2 separate regions of the Dromaius novaehollandiae genome follow, and region 1 is linked to region 2. Evidence: chromatin contacts called from public Hi-C data. All regions are on one chromosome and are shown on one strand. Each heading gives the region's core, a stretch centred on a gene start, on an enhancer-like site or on the middle of the called end of the contact. The rest is flanking DNA. Distances are from core to core; before and after follow the strand shown. Region 1 holds the start of CHCHD7 (coiled-coil-helix-coiled-coil-helix domain containing 7). Region 2 has its middle 34 kb from the start of SDR16C5.

Region 1 (6,083 bases), core at 451-2,950, 68 kb after region 2:
GATTTTCAGAGGTTTGTTTACATCCAGTTGTAACTCAGTGTTACACTGATTTTGGAAGTGTTAGTAAGTACCACCAAAGCAAGTATGTTTTAAGGTGTACAGTATTAATTGACTTCAGTCTTCTCCTCAAAGATGATTCCCAAATGATTTGTGGGCACCATCAGCACTGTTCATTATACACATTGGAGTTAACATTTTCAGTTTGATTACAGTACCAGGGTCTACTAATGTGCCAAATCTAGGAAAACAATGTGTAGAATACACTGAACACCTACTTAATGAACGGGCAGTTTGGGCTCCCATGAAGCTGCTGAGTTCAGAGTAGGCAAGTGCTTAAACTAAAGTGCTTTAATAGTACTTAGTACTATTAAAAGTCTGATAGTTCCTGTACACATTCCCTCCTCCCTCCCCTTTCCAAAGTTCTTCAAAAATCTGAAACATTATCAGCTAGAAAGGGCAAGCAGGTCACATGCAAACACTGCTATTTGATTAAATTAACAGTTTGGCAGGAAGTGAACTTTTCCCACAATTTTTACACATCTACATGCTTCCCTTCCTGCTGTAAGGCTACAGGTCTGAACCCAACCACAACCAAGGGCTTGTCTATTCCACAGTTCTTAATTATGTTTTAACACATTAACAGTTGTGCACTGTACCACAGAGAAATATATTTGTTGCTAGCACTCTCCAACCTTAAGGCTTTTTCAGTTCATAAACCATCACGATATTTTCCATGGGCTCCTTCCATTAAAAGATTTTTAAGTATATATTTACATAGAGCATTGCTAGTTATACTGCAATACAGACCAGGCTATTAAACCTTCGGGCAAAGGCTGTGTAAAAACCACTACAGCTTTCACCGATATTACAACGGGGAAAATGGAGGGGGAAGGAGGCAGTGAGCAGGTCTACATGCTGCACACTACAGAGCCGGTCTGCCTGCCCCGGGCTCCGGAGCATGGCTAGGGGGGCGAGCCGGGCTCAGACGGTGAGAGGAGGCCACCGCAGGGCCAGCCAGCGCCCGCCTCCCCCACGGACGGCGAGGGGCCCACGCCGAGCGGCAGCGGCACGGTCCCGCTCTCCCTGCGCCGCGCGGGCAACGGCGCGCCTAACCGCCACCGGCGCCCCAACCGCCACCGGCGCGCGCGCGCAGGCCGCGCTCGGCACCACCTGCCGCGGAGAGCGGTGCCCGGGCCCGGCCGCAGCGCAGCCCGCCGCCGCCACCGCCCGGCCCCGCGGCTCCCTCGCCGCCGCCCGACGAGGCAGGGCTCCCCCCACCTCCCTCAGGACGAGCGAGCGCACCCCGGAGCCGAAGCCGGAGCGGCACTGCACAGGGGGAGCGGCGCCCGGGAGGAGGGCGGCGCGGGTCCCCGGCGGCGGCGGCGGCACTCACCTCCGTCCCCGGCCGCGTCCGCGGGAACCCGCGGCGGGAGGGGGCAGCCCCGTCTCCAATTCGAAAGACGTCAGCGGCTCGGGCAGCCCGCTTAAGTACGGGCGCAGCCTACCCCGCTCCCGGCCTCGCGGCTCCCCCCGGCCCAGCGCCGCCGCCGCCCACGCCCCGGCGGCGCTGAGTGGCACGGCCGGGCCGCCAATGGCGGCGGCGGCGGGCCCGCCCCGGGCTTGAGCGGCGCCTCCTTCCACCAACGGTGCGGGCGGCGCGGGCCGCAGGCGCCGGCGGCGGGGCGCGGCCGCGGCGCTGACTGACGGGGGGAGGCGTCCAACCCGCGGTGCGTGTGGGCGGCGGGCGGTGTGGGCGCGGCGTGTGCGGCAGGCTGGGCTGCACCGCAGCGCATACACTACAATGGCTGCTGGAAAGACGGGAAAGCAAACAATTTCCAGGCCCGCCGCGTCCAGCCCGAAATATGGGGAAAAAATTACAGAAAAATCGGAGAACACTGTAAAGGGTGGAAACGGGGCGCAGAGGGGATGCTGAGGCTCCCGCGGTGAGTCTGCTGCGGGTTTGGGGGGCCGGCGCCGGGGTTTAGCAGGGAAATATCAGGGTTATTTAAATTATGAAGGGGGAGGAGGAGAAGGAGGGGGGAGAGAGGAGAGGAGCAGCGAGCAGTGAGGAAAAGTTTGTGTTAATCATCCCTCCCTTCCATCCTTCTCCCCCCGTCTCCCTCAGCCCCCCACCGCCCTGCGTCGGACCCCCCTTGAGGGGAAAAACAGGGGAGGGGATGCGAGCGGTGCCCCCCTCCTTTCTTCCTCGCAGGGAGAAAGAGATGATTTTCAGAGAAACCTCTCTCAGGAGTTTCCTCCACTCCTCCCCTCCCTCCCCGCGGCGCTATACTGGTTCGCGAGCAAGCGGGCGAGGCAGCGGTCTGCCCGGGGGACGGCAGGAGGGCGCGGGGTGCCCGCCGCCGACCCCCGCGGCGGGCCGGGGCCGGGGCCGCGGCGGCGGCGGCGCGGGGCAGGAGCTGCGCGGCCGCCCCCTCCCCTGCTCGCCTCTGCGGAGCCTGTGCTGTGAATGCAGTGACAGCGGCGAGAGCGGCGAGAGGGAGCGGAAGACATTAGAGACCGCGGTGCCGAAAAATGAGGGAAAAAATTAATATAAATTCGCCCCCCGCCTCAAATCGGCTGAATTTCGCACAGAAATTTCCCCCGCGGACCCGGCTACCCGTGGGGTGTCCCCCGGCCCCGGCGGCTCCGTCTTTGGGGGGATCCGGAGTGACTTTGGGGCACTCGACCCCCCTTTCCCTGCGTTTTTTGGACAAAAGTTTTTTTTTTCATAATAAAGAAACGAATTTGCCTGCTCTCCCCCTCCGAGTGACCCGGAGGCTTTTCCCTTCCCCATCGGTGTGTGCTTAGAGAAAAGTGTGAACCCAAGTAAGTGCTGAGTCGTGTTGCATTGGGGAGGGGGGTTTGCTAACTGAAAGCAGGAGAGATCCGGAGAGAGAGAGAGAGAGAGCAGGGACAGCTTGTTGTCAGTATCATAAACAACCAAAATGGAGGGAGAACTGAGGCATATAACAAAATAAAAATCAGAAAAAATGCCAAAAAATACTTAAAAATCGGGGCAGCTCCCCCTTTTCTTCCTCAAGGTAACAGAATAAAACCCGTGTCTTCCTGAGCCCGTTTTAAGGTTTCAGGGAGCAAGGAGTTAATATTTATTATTTTTTTTTGTTGATGAATTCTTTGGAAAGGCAAAAGCCTCTTATAACTCGCCACCGACAATGAGAAAACGTGAAAATCCCTTTCAGGAGAGAGAGGTAGGGGCAGATGATAGTGCAGAAAGTGCATAACTTTGGGGTAATGTGGAGTGATCCTAGATAAGATAAATGCTGTATATGCTGCTTTATAACTTCCCTTTTCAATGTTTTTTGTGTGTTTGGGGGATTTTTGGAGATGGGGGCTCTTTCCTTTTTCCCTGTCTTTTTCTCTCCCTCTTTTTTTTTTCTTTGGGACCGGAATGCAATGCCTTTGTAGTGTCACTTTCCTGATCTAATTAGGATGTGTGAAGCAGAGAGTAAACCTTTCCGGTTTATAAAGTACGGTTTCGTTGCCTTTCAATTTCAAGTTTTCCTGGTGGCTCCCTCCTCTATTTAAACTGGATTCTTCAGAGGAGTATGGGGTTGAGGTAATGCTCCATAGGGAAAGCCCAGAGTGCTCAGAGGCAGGGCACCTCTCCTGCGGCTGGTTGCTGGTTTCCCTGGCATGCTCAGTTCACCTGTTTGTGTCCTACCAAGAATGTATTCTGCAGTCTCCTCGTTTTATTTATATAAAATAATGATGCCTCATCTTGCCTCACATTGAAGTTAATGCGAAAGTGCTGCTGATGTTGGTTCCACGTGGGATCAGGGACATAGCAGGGCATTTTAAAGAGACAGCTTCTCTTTTCCCATAGTTATCATCACCTCTGCAGTACCTCTGCCTCTAGCAAAGGGATGGTGTGGTGGTGTTTTTTTTGTTTTTTTTTTTTTTTAATGGAAAGGTGTTAAATCAGCCCTGGTCTGATAAATTAATACAGCTCGATAGGGGGAAAACATGCAGATTTGTTTGGATGAAAGTATTTCTTTTGTGTATAGCAGGTCTTCAGGGTAGTTTTCTTATGTGTTAATTAAAATGCTGTGTTTTGGAGAGTGTTTTTTGGAATGGATGTTGTAGAAATGAAATAGTCTCAGGTTGTTAATATTAAAACCTATTGCTGTTCTGCTAGCTCTGAATTCTCTGAGAGGAGACCTGTGTGTGTAACACAATTTCACTGGTGTTTTGTGAAAGTTGCAAAGTGCATTATTTTTACTTTAAATAACTTCAGTTTTGTTGGAGACACCTGAGTTTGTTCAAAAGTATTGTAGGGCTTGTTCTATACTTAAATCTTCTGAACAGTTCCAAAAGGTTTTGAAAATAGTGAAAATAACTGCAGGTTTTAATTGGCCAAAATAGGGGTTTTTTAAAAGTACACCTTAGGTGTGTAATTATAACATCCATTGGAAGAATTACCTCTGGCTTTGTTTAAAAAAAAAAAAACAACATCCTAACTGTGGTCTAGTTTCATATATGTGTGTGCATGCATGCTTTTAGCATGTGTTTTGGCTGATACAATTTTTTGCTTAATTTTTAATTTGTAAATGTTTAACTGTAATGATGTGAAATGTTCTGCTTGTCTGTGTTATCTCCTATGTATTTTAATTTTCAGTTAAATGTCCTATTAAAAAAATTAACATCATCTCTTAATATGGCAATTTGATATCTTTATGAGGAACTACACGTTTCCTTTACACATGCTTTGTTTTTGTAGCCTTTGTGTTTAATTCTAGATTAAAAATTGAATACAGGTATCTGGCTCTAGAGAGGGAAGATGGAGTACTGAACTAGTAGGGAGGCTATTTCAGCAAAGTTTTCTTTGAACTTCTTGGTGTTGAATGTAATTGTGATAGCCCTCTGCGTTCAATAGCGTGTGTTCACAAGTGATCTGTACCTTTTCTGCAAGTGTGACTAAAGAAGCTGTTGTACAGTAGTTGTTGACTAGGATGGTCTTGTGGTTACAGATTTTGGAAGAAATCTCAAAGTTTTCCAGTGACTCACAGTTGTGAAAATTAAATCACATCAACTACACTTAGGCTTGAAAAAAGGCTCATTAGGGGAGAAAAATTAATCAGTTCGTATAAAGGGATGAAATTCAACATTTTTCCAAAACTGTCTTTTCATGGTTTGGAGGTGTTTCTTATAGTTAGTAAGAATTCGTACTTTGAAGTTCCTTTCCAAATATTTCTTACACTGATTTTTCTTTTTGTTGACTGAATTTACATTCTCTCAAAATTTATAGAAATTTGATGAATTAATAACAGTGTGCCATGTCTTGGGTTTTTTTAATGCACCGGGGTAGATAGCTAGTAGTAGATGTGCAGAACTAACTTTATTAAACTAGTCGATGGTTATACTAGTTAATGAAAATAGTATTTGAGAACTCTTCAAATACTGCATCTGTGACAATCAGTACTGAAGTATTTAATATGTTACAACATTTTTACCGATTTAAGAACTTCTAAATCATCAATTTTGTAATGCTGAAAATAGTTATAGGCGTAGTTAGAGTTATTTGATCATAACAACATGTATGATACACATGTTGTGGAATATATTTGTTGACTTGCAGTTATGTGTTACAAAGTAAATTCAGTATATCCAAGCATAGCACAAAATTCAGGACATAGGGAGGAGGAAGAGGGAAGGGTGTTCTCATAGAATTTGATACTCTTCTAAAGTAGGTTTAATTTGAGGGTATAATCCAGATGATGATGATAGTAGTAGAAGATGAATATTGTTTAGGATTGTTTTTTACAAACTTAGTTACTCTCCGTATGTACAAAACTGAATTCTTCTTAGGGGGATGATGTGAGGCTTAATAAAAATAGAAGTAACTTTCAAAGCTTCTTTGCTTCTAAGAGTTAAGATAATCTTTTCTATTATACATCGCTCTGGTTCTATACATGATTCAGTAAGATTTTCAAGATTTTCTAAAATTTAAACACCTAAGGAAACAAATACTTATGAGTTGTTGCTGGCAAAGTTACCCTAGATTTTGTAGGTAAACTGGGGAGTTCTAAAAGTATTAAAACCTTTTGTAGATATCTATCAAGCCT
Region 2 (6,079 bases), core at 148-2,647:
GAAGTTTGTTTGCTCTGACAAGTCCTTCATGAAACTTTGACAGGAATCTCTGTCACCAGGTTTCCAAAACCCTGTTTTTCTTTTAAGTGCTTACAATTCTGTTAATCATTGAAATGGCTTACAATTTAAGTGTTATATATTTTTAGGTTTCTGTTGCGTAAGTAGCTTTCTTATGAAAGGTAGGAGATTAAAATACAGACATTATCTTTATTTAGTTTTATTGTCTCATTAGTATTAGGTTTTGCACTTTCCTATCAGTATGACAAATACTTTTTTAGCTGGGGAATTAATTTGATTTTATTTATTTGTTTAGTCTGCCTAAGAGCTTTTGTCATGGACAAGGAAGCTTTGTAAGCTGCATAAAAAACTGGGATCTGATGGAGGAAGTAGAGGCTGGTATTCATTGGACAAGGGATTTGGGACCGAGCACAGAAGAAAATTGGGGGCGTTTTTGCAGGGTTTGGGCCTCAAACATAAGAACTTGACTACGGCATGAGAAAAATGTTGAGTGTTCACAACTTGTATGTCACACCCTACGACAGTATTTCAAATGTTCAAATGGCAGAACCAAATGCATTTGAAGGAAAGGGTGTGTTTACTTTTTACCCATTTACACGTTGTTCAAAGAAGCAGGTGTCAGGGTCACATCAGGACCAGCTCACATCATGGGAACTAGGCTCTCAGCTCTGTTCTGCTCAGCTTTGCAAAAATTCTTTATACCTCACTTATTAGCATGGCATTAGAAAATCATTCCAAGATATATTAAGCAGCATGACTTGCTTGTTGCATGCTGTTTGTCCTCTCATCTTCTTCCCAAGGGGAGATGCTTGGGCAGTGAAGTGTTGTCTTTTGGTAGGGTTGGTTTGTTTATAAATATTTATGTTGCTTCAGTGTTTTTGCTAGAGAAAGTCAAATAATTGTGTCTTGTACACAATTGGAAAGTCAGGTTTGCAACTGTCCTTATTTCCCAGGATATTTATTTCACAATTTCAGAGTGGCCTCCAAGAACATTCTGTCTTCTTGATAGACAACTTTTATGACAGCATTTATCCCTACTAAGGTGGAGACTGGGAGCAGGGGGAATGCTCTACAGGGACAGGCGTAGCTGTCAGCACAAGGCTCTAGATGTTTTTTGGTTATTGCGGGAAACCCCGCTGTGATGAGACGGACAAAACTTGGGTTTGACTTCTTTACAGGAAGAGAATGTAGACAGCCGAGGACAGATCTGATATACTCAAAATAAACAGCATGGCTGAGGGCTTTTTATTCTAGGTGGATTGTTCTAAGTGCTGAAAAGTTTGGTGACCAAATATATCAGACTCTTGTAGTCCAGCCAGGAAGCAAGTGAAGCATGAATAACTGAGTAACGTGTCACTGTCTGCCAGCATGGGATAGGGTCTTCTAGCCAATCAAAGCTCATAGTAAGCATTACTCATGGGTAATGCTATGTCTGAACTTAGCACAATCAAGGAATGCACAATCGAGGAATGCAAGAGGAATTCTAAATTATGGATTCAGTTGATCAATTACAGATGTGGATCGACTAACTCCAAAGTAGACTGCATTTTGCACTCCACAGAAAGGCTTTCCTCACTTCCTGATTCTTGCATGGATTCTGTTTCACACAGCTGTTTTCCATCCTTGGGCTAACTTTGTCCAAGTACAGAGCCAACAGGACAAAAGCAGGATGGTTGTATGGAGTAACTAATAGATTGAGCAGTTCATCACCTACCTCTTTCTAGTATCTGAGTCCATGCCACCTGACCATTTGAGGCTGACAAAATAAAAGACCCAAGAGAGATCCTTCCTGAACTCTACATGTGAGCAGTGTGTTGGTAGTTAGCAATTATTCATCACTGCAAGCTTGCAGGAAGGACTCAGAACAGCTTAGCACATTGTCCGTAATCCTTCCCATTTCTCTCAGAGGAAACAGCATATTCTCATGCTTGAGCATGTCAAGGGCTGTGGGAAGATGTGGGAGGGTGGGAATGGACTGACAGACTATTTCTCTATCTAAAGTCATTTCCATTAACAGTAGCAGAATTTAGCCACTCAAGCTAAATGGCTTTGTAGGTCTATGTCCAGGCCTGAGGCCAGGTAATCCCATCTCTTCTGTAGAGTAGGTGCTGCCTGTTGAAACCCACACTGGGCTGGCATGTAGTCCCCACCTCAGCACTATAACATCTGCTATTTTATTTTCCGCAGTTAATTGATCACAATGAAGACTGAAGATTTAGTGACCTGAACAGTTAAATACAATATGCCTGTCGAGATTAATTTTTCCATTTTTTTCCAGCCACAGCACTCCTTTACTTTATTATTCACAGCACGGAACAAACTGGTGTTTGGTCAAAACAGAAGCTTGGTAACAGTGCTTTGCATTTTGCACATCTTTGTTGCAATAGAATAGGAAAGAGTAATAATTTCTGGTAACCAATGAGAAGCAGACTGTGTGTAACCACTCAGGATGGAAAAATGTAAGTTATATCAGCAATATTCCTTGATTGAGGAAACTGTGAATGGTAGATGTACAATGCATATACTGTTGCAATTCTGTTATAAGATTATCAAAGCAGTAGAAAGAAAAGCAAACAAATCATATATTCCACAAATATTCTTTCTCCATGTTTTTATGTGTCCATTGTCATTCATAGCATTCAGTATATCTCTACCTATACTAAGCAGAGGCACTATCTGTTCCTGTAAATGACTGGTGCTGGTAATGCAGAATAAAGATAGAATGTCATGTATTTTTGGAAAACTATTATATTACCTTGCAGATCTACTGCCTCTTCTTTGAAGGAATCAATAAGCACGTGAAAATGGAGATCCAGTAGACATAGTCTATATAGATTCATAAAAGACATCTGACAAGATTACAGAAAATAACACTAACAAAAACTAACAGGAAAGCCACCATGTGATTAATAGTTGTTTAAAAAAATACTCCAAGATGTAGGAATAAATGTCAATTATCACAGACTACACAGAAAATCTTTAGAACCTGTGCTCAGACCTGATCTGTTCACTATATCCAGAATGACCACAAAAAGGTGCGACTTGGAAGATCACACAGTTTGCTGGTGGTGCACGTAAAAATGAGTTGGGCTGACAATGAAGAACTGCAGAAGAACCTCAAGAGATTGAGTGACGAGGTAGCAAAATAGCAAAGGATATTACATTTATGTAGACAAATGTAAAATGATATATATGGAAAAAACAATCCTAACTTTGCCTACAAATGTAATGATGGACCCAAGCTGTCCATAAAAAGGTAGTTACATGAAAATGCCAACCCAGTATTAAGTAATGGTATAAAAATGAAAGGAAATATTATGAACTATTAGGAAATGAATACTGAACAAGACAAAAATAACATCACTGTGTAAAATCAGTATAAGTGTATTATGAATACCAAGTGCATGACTGAAAGGTCATAGCAGAAATAAAAAGGTAGAGAGAAACCTAGCAAGGATCATTTTTGAACCATAGAATAGTCTTCCTATAAAGAACAGTTAAAATAGATTAGGATTACTAAACCTGGTGAAGAGACAGCTGGAAATATGATAAGAGGTCTACAGAGTAAGGGTGGCATGAAGAAGGAGAATAGAGAATCTTTGTTCTCTGTTTCACCAATAAAAACACTGGGAGACTAGGAAAAAAGTGCACTGCAGATACAATCACGAATATCATTACAGCCTGTGTGGCATCAGATGGACAGCTGCAAGCTCTTGAATTAATCTTAGACAGTAGAATGGCAGTTTTAATGGTAGCTGGATCTGTTTGTGACACTTCAGTGCTTTCCACTGACTGAATCTGCTTTATGCCTAGAGAGGTACCTGAGAAAACAGATCCTCTCATTTGGCTGCTTGCACATACATACGACTTTTGATGCAGGTTGCGTACTAAATGCATGGTACATAATCACTATGAGGCAAAGATTTTTGTGCTGCAACAAGAATGCAGATAATAAATAGGATGTCAATTGGCTCAGGTCTATAAAGTTAAAATCTCTTCCCCTCAAAAATGGGGCAGCTTCATTGATACTGCCTGCAAGGAACTGTCCCTGTCCTGTACTATCCTCAAACAATAGCCACACATTCTTTGAGAGAGCACTGACTGGTAAGGACAAAAAACACATCAGGGAGGACACTAATAATTCAGCAGTGTGATGGGAGAGTGCTCAAGCACAAGTCATTTGCATTGCTTCTTTACTAGGACAGATGTAGCCACTCACAGATGAAAAGAAAACCAACAGTATTTATCTTTACACAGACTTAGGGGAACCAGACAAGGCTGATTACTTCCTTCTTGCAATTCCTGGGCACTTGCTGTAGAACCATTTGAGAAAACTCACAGTGCAGAAGTGTTTTCTATTCTTGTTTGTGGAGTAGGTATTAGCAAGTAACTGGGATGAGGACTGTAGGGGCTTCATAGACATTTTTGTCTTAAATTTGTGCCATATGGATGTCTACCAAAAGCCAAAGAATGATAGCAATGATTCTTTGCAACCATCCGTGGAATACTCCAGTCATTTCCAGCGTGAAGCAGGACATCGAACCAATCATGCCCTTTCCTTAACAGAAATAAGACCAGATCTTGAGAGTATTGTTGCAATTAGAAAAGCCCTTCTAGTAAAAGAAGTACAAGTTTTGAAATCTTTTTCACATGTCATCATATTATGCAAACTGTTAATGTTAAACTGTTTGTCACTTGTAGAACATGAATAGTATTATTTTATGAAATTCATCTCGAGCTATTGCTGACAAGCTAGTTCAAAATGGAAGAGCTCTGATCATAACATAGTCCATTAAATTAACAGTTTCATGCTGTTTTATTGACAACTGTGACTACTGACTTCTACCTCGAACTGTGAACATAGAGTCCTGTTTAGACAAATTCAAGAGAACACCGGTGAGAAGGTGCATTGTTTTTACTTCACCAGCTACAAAAGCTGCTGATAAGGAACCATGTCTTTGCATATGGGCTACATAAAATTACCTTTTCCACCATAAATTCAAACAGTGAATAAAATTCAGTCCTTTTGTGACATTGTTAATGACAAGTTCAGATGAAGGCAAGGTGAATTAACAGATCGGTCAACAGTTACAATATCATTTAGATGGCACATGCAAAATGAACGCAAATTGTGATGACTTAATGTAGACTTCACCTGTCCTTGCTTTCAGCTGATGATTGCACAGAAAATGGCTTAGAAGCAGAAGCATAATCCTGTTTTCTCAACAGGTCCCGTTCAAATAAAAGAGTGCCTTTCTGACAATGAGGTTACTGAAAATTTTACTATGTTCATCCACCTCTACTACTACCTTTTTAATCAGAGAATTAATTTACCACACATGATGTGCAAAGTGAGGTATTCTCCAGTGCTCAAGTGTTGTACAAATTGTCAGTTTCATGAAAGATATCAGATAGTTGTTCACTGACATTACAATCTGTTCTTTCTCTGATTCAGAATAAGAGAAGCATCTGAATGAGACTGTGAATATATGTGGTTATGCTGCATGAGGCTGTGACTATGTAATCACTTTGGTGATTAGTTTCAGTAAATACCAAATAGCATACATGTTGAAAGTTACACTCACTCCTGCAGACCAGCACCACAGACTAGTCACAGACCAGTCTATTATTTCCAGTAGGGAAGAAAAAAATAGCAGAATTTAAACCTACAATTTATTCCCTTGGAACGAGAAACTTCTTTGAAGAAAAAACAGACCAGCACATACGGAATCCAGCAAAAAAAAATTGAATAAAACCCCACAATTTTGAAGCCAAGTTTACCAACTATAAATCTGCAGAGAAAAGCTTGGAAAACTTCACAACAGACTTTCAGCATGGACAGTGCTTTTTGCACCTTGTTTCAGCATCAGCAAGCACAGGGCACCGCTCAGATGCTCCAAGTGAAAAACCATGCCTCTTGCCTAGCACTCATTCAGACAGTGTGTGTGTCTCTCAGATTTCTTGCCATTATGGAAGTTGTGGCTAAGCCATGCACAGACTGTTCTCTTTCAATTGTGGAATAAGCTCTTAAAACCCGTATTCACTGCTTCTACTGAGTTAC

Evidence for each region. Hi-C and Micro-C count contacts between places; a contact is called where the count stands out from the background.
Region 1: a Hi-C map of ovary shows a contact between it and region 2, with 2.2 times the contacts expected there. The contact joins the promoter of CHCHD7 here to the enhancer-like site in region 2. A contact is called at or near these places in 3 of 4 Hi-C or Micro-C datasets (brain, liver and ovary).

The regions. Positions count from the first base shown.
Region 1 is chr2:135,033,216-135,039,298 of bDroNov1.hap1, forward strand. CHCHD7 (coiled-coil-helix-coiled-coil-helix domain containing 7) reads right to left here and starts at 1,701. Exons shown (of 4, transcript XM_064505503.1): 1 at 1,394-1,701. The coding sequence starts at 1,701. It overlaps PLAG1 (PLAG1 zinc finger), which reads left to right and starts at 1,722. Exons shown (of 4, transcript XR_010387966.1): 1 at 1,722-1,943.
Region 2 is chr2:134,965,419-134,971,497 of bDroNov1.hap1, forward strand. No RefSeq gene overlaps it. Among named protein-coding and RNA genes, the nearest start is that of SDR16C5, 34 kb to the left of the region's middle. Within about 2 kb of position 1,398, at least 2 of the 2 cell types and tissues checked have open chromatin away from gene starts, as enhancers often do.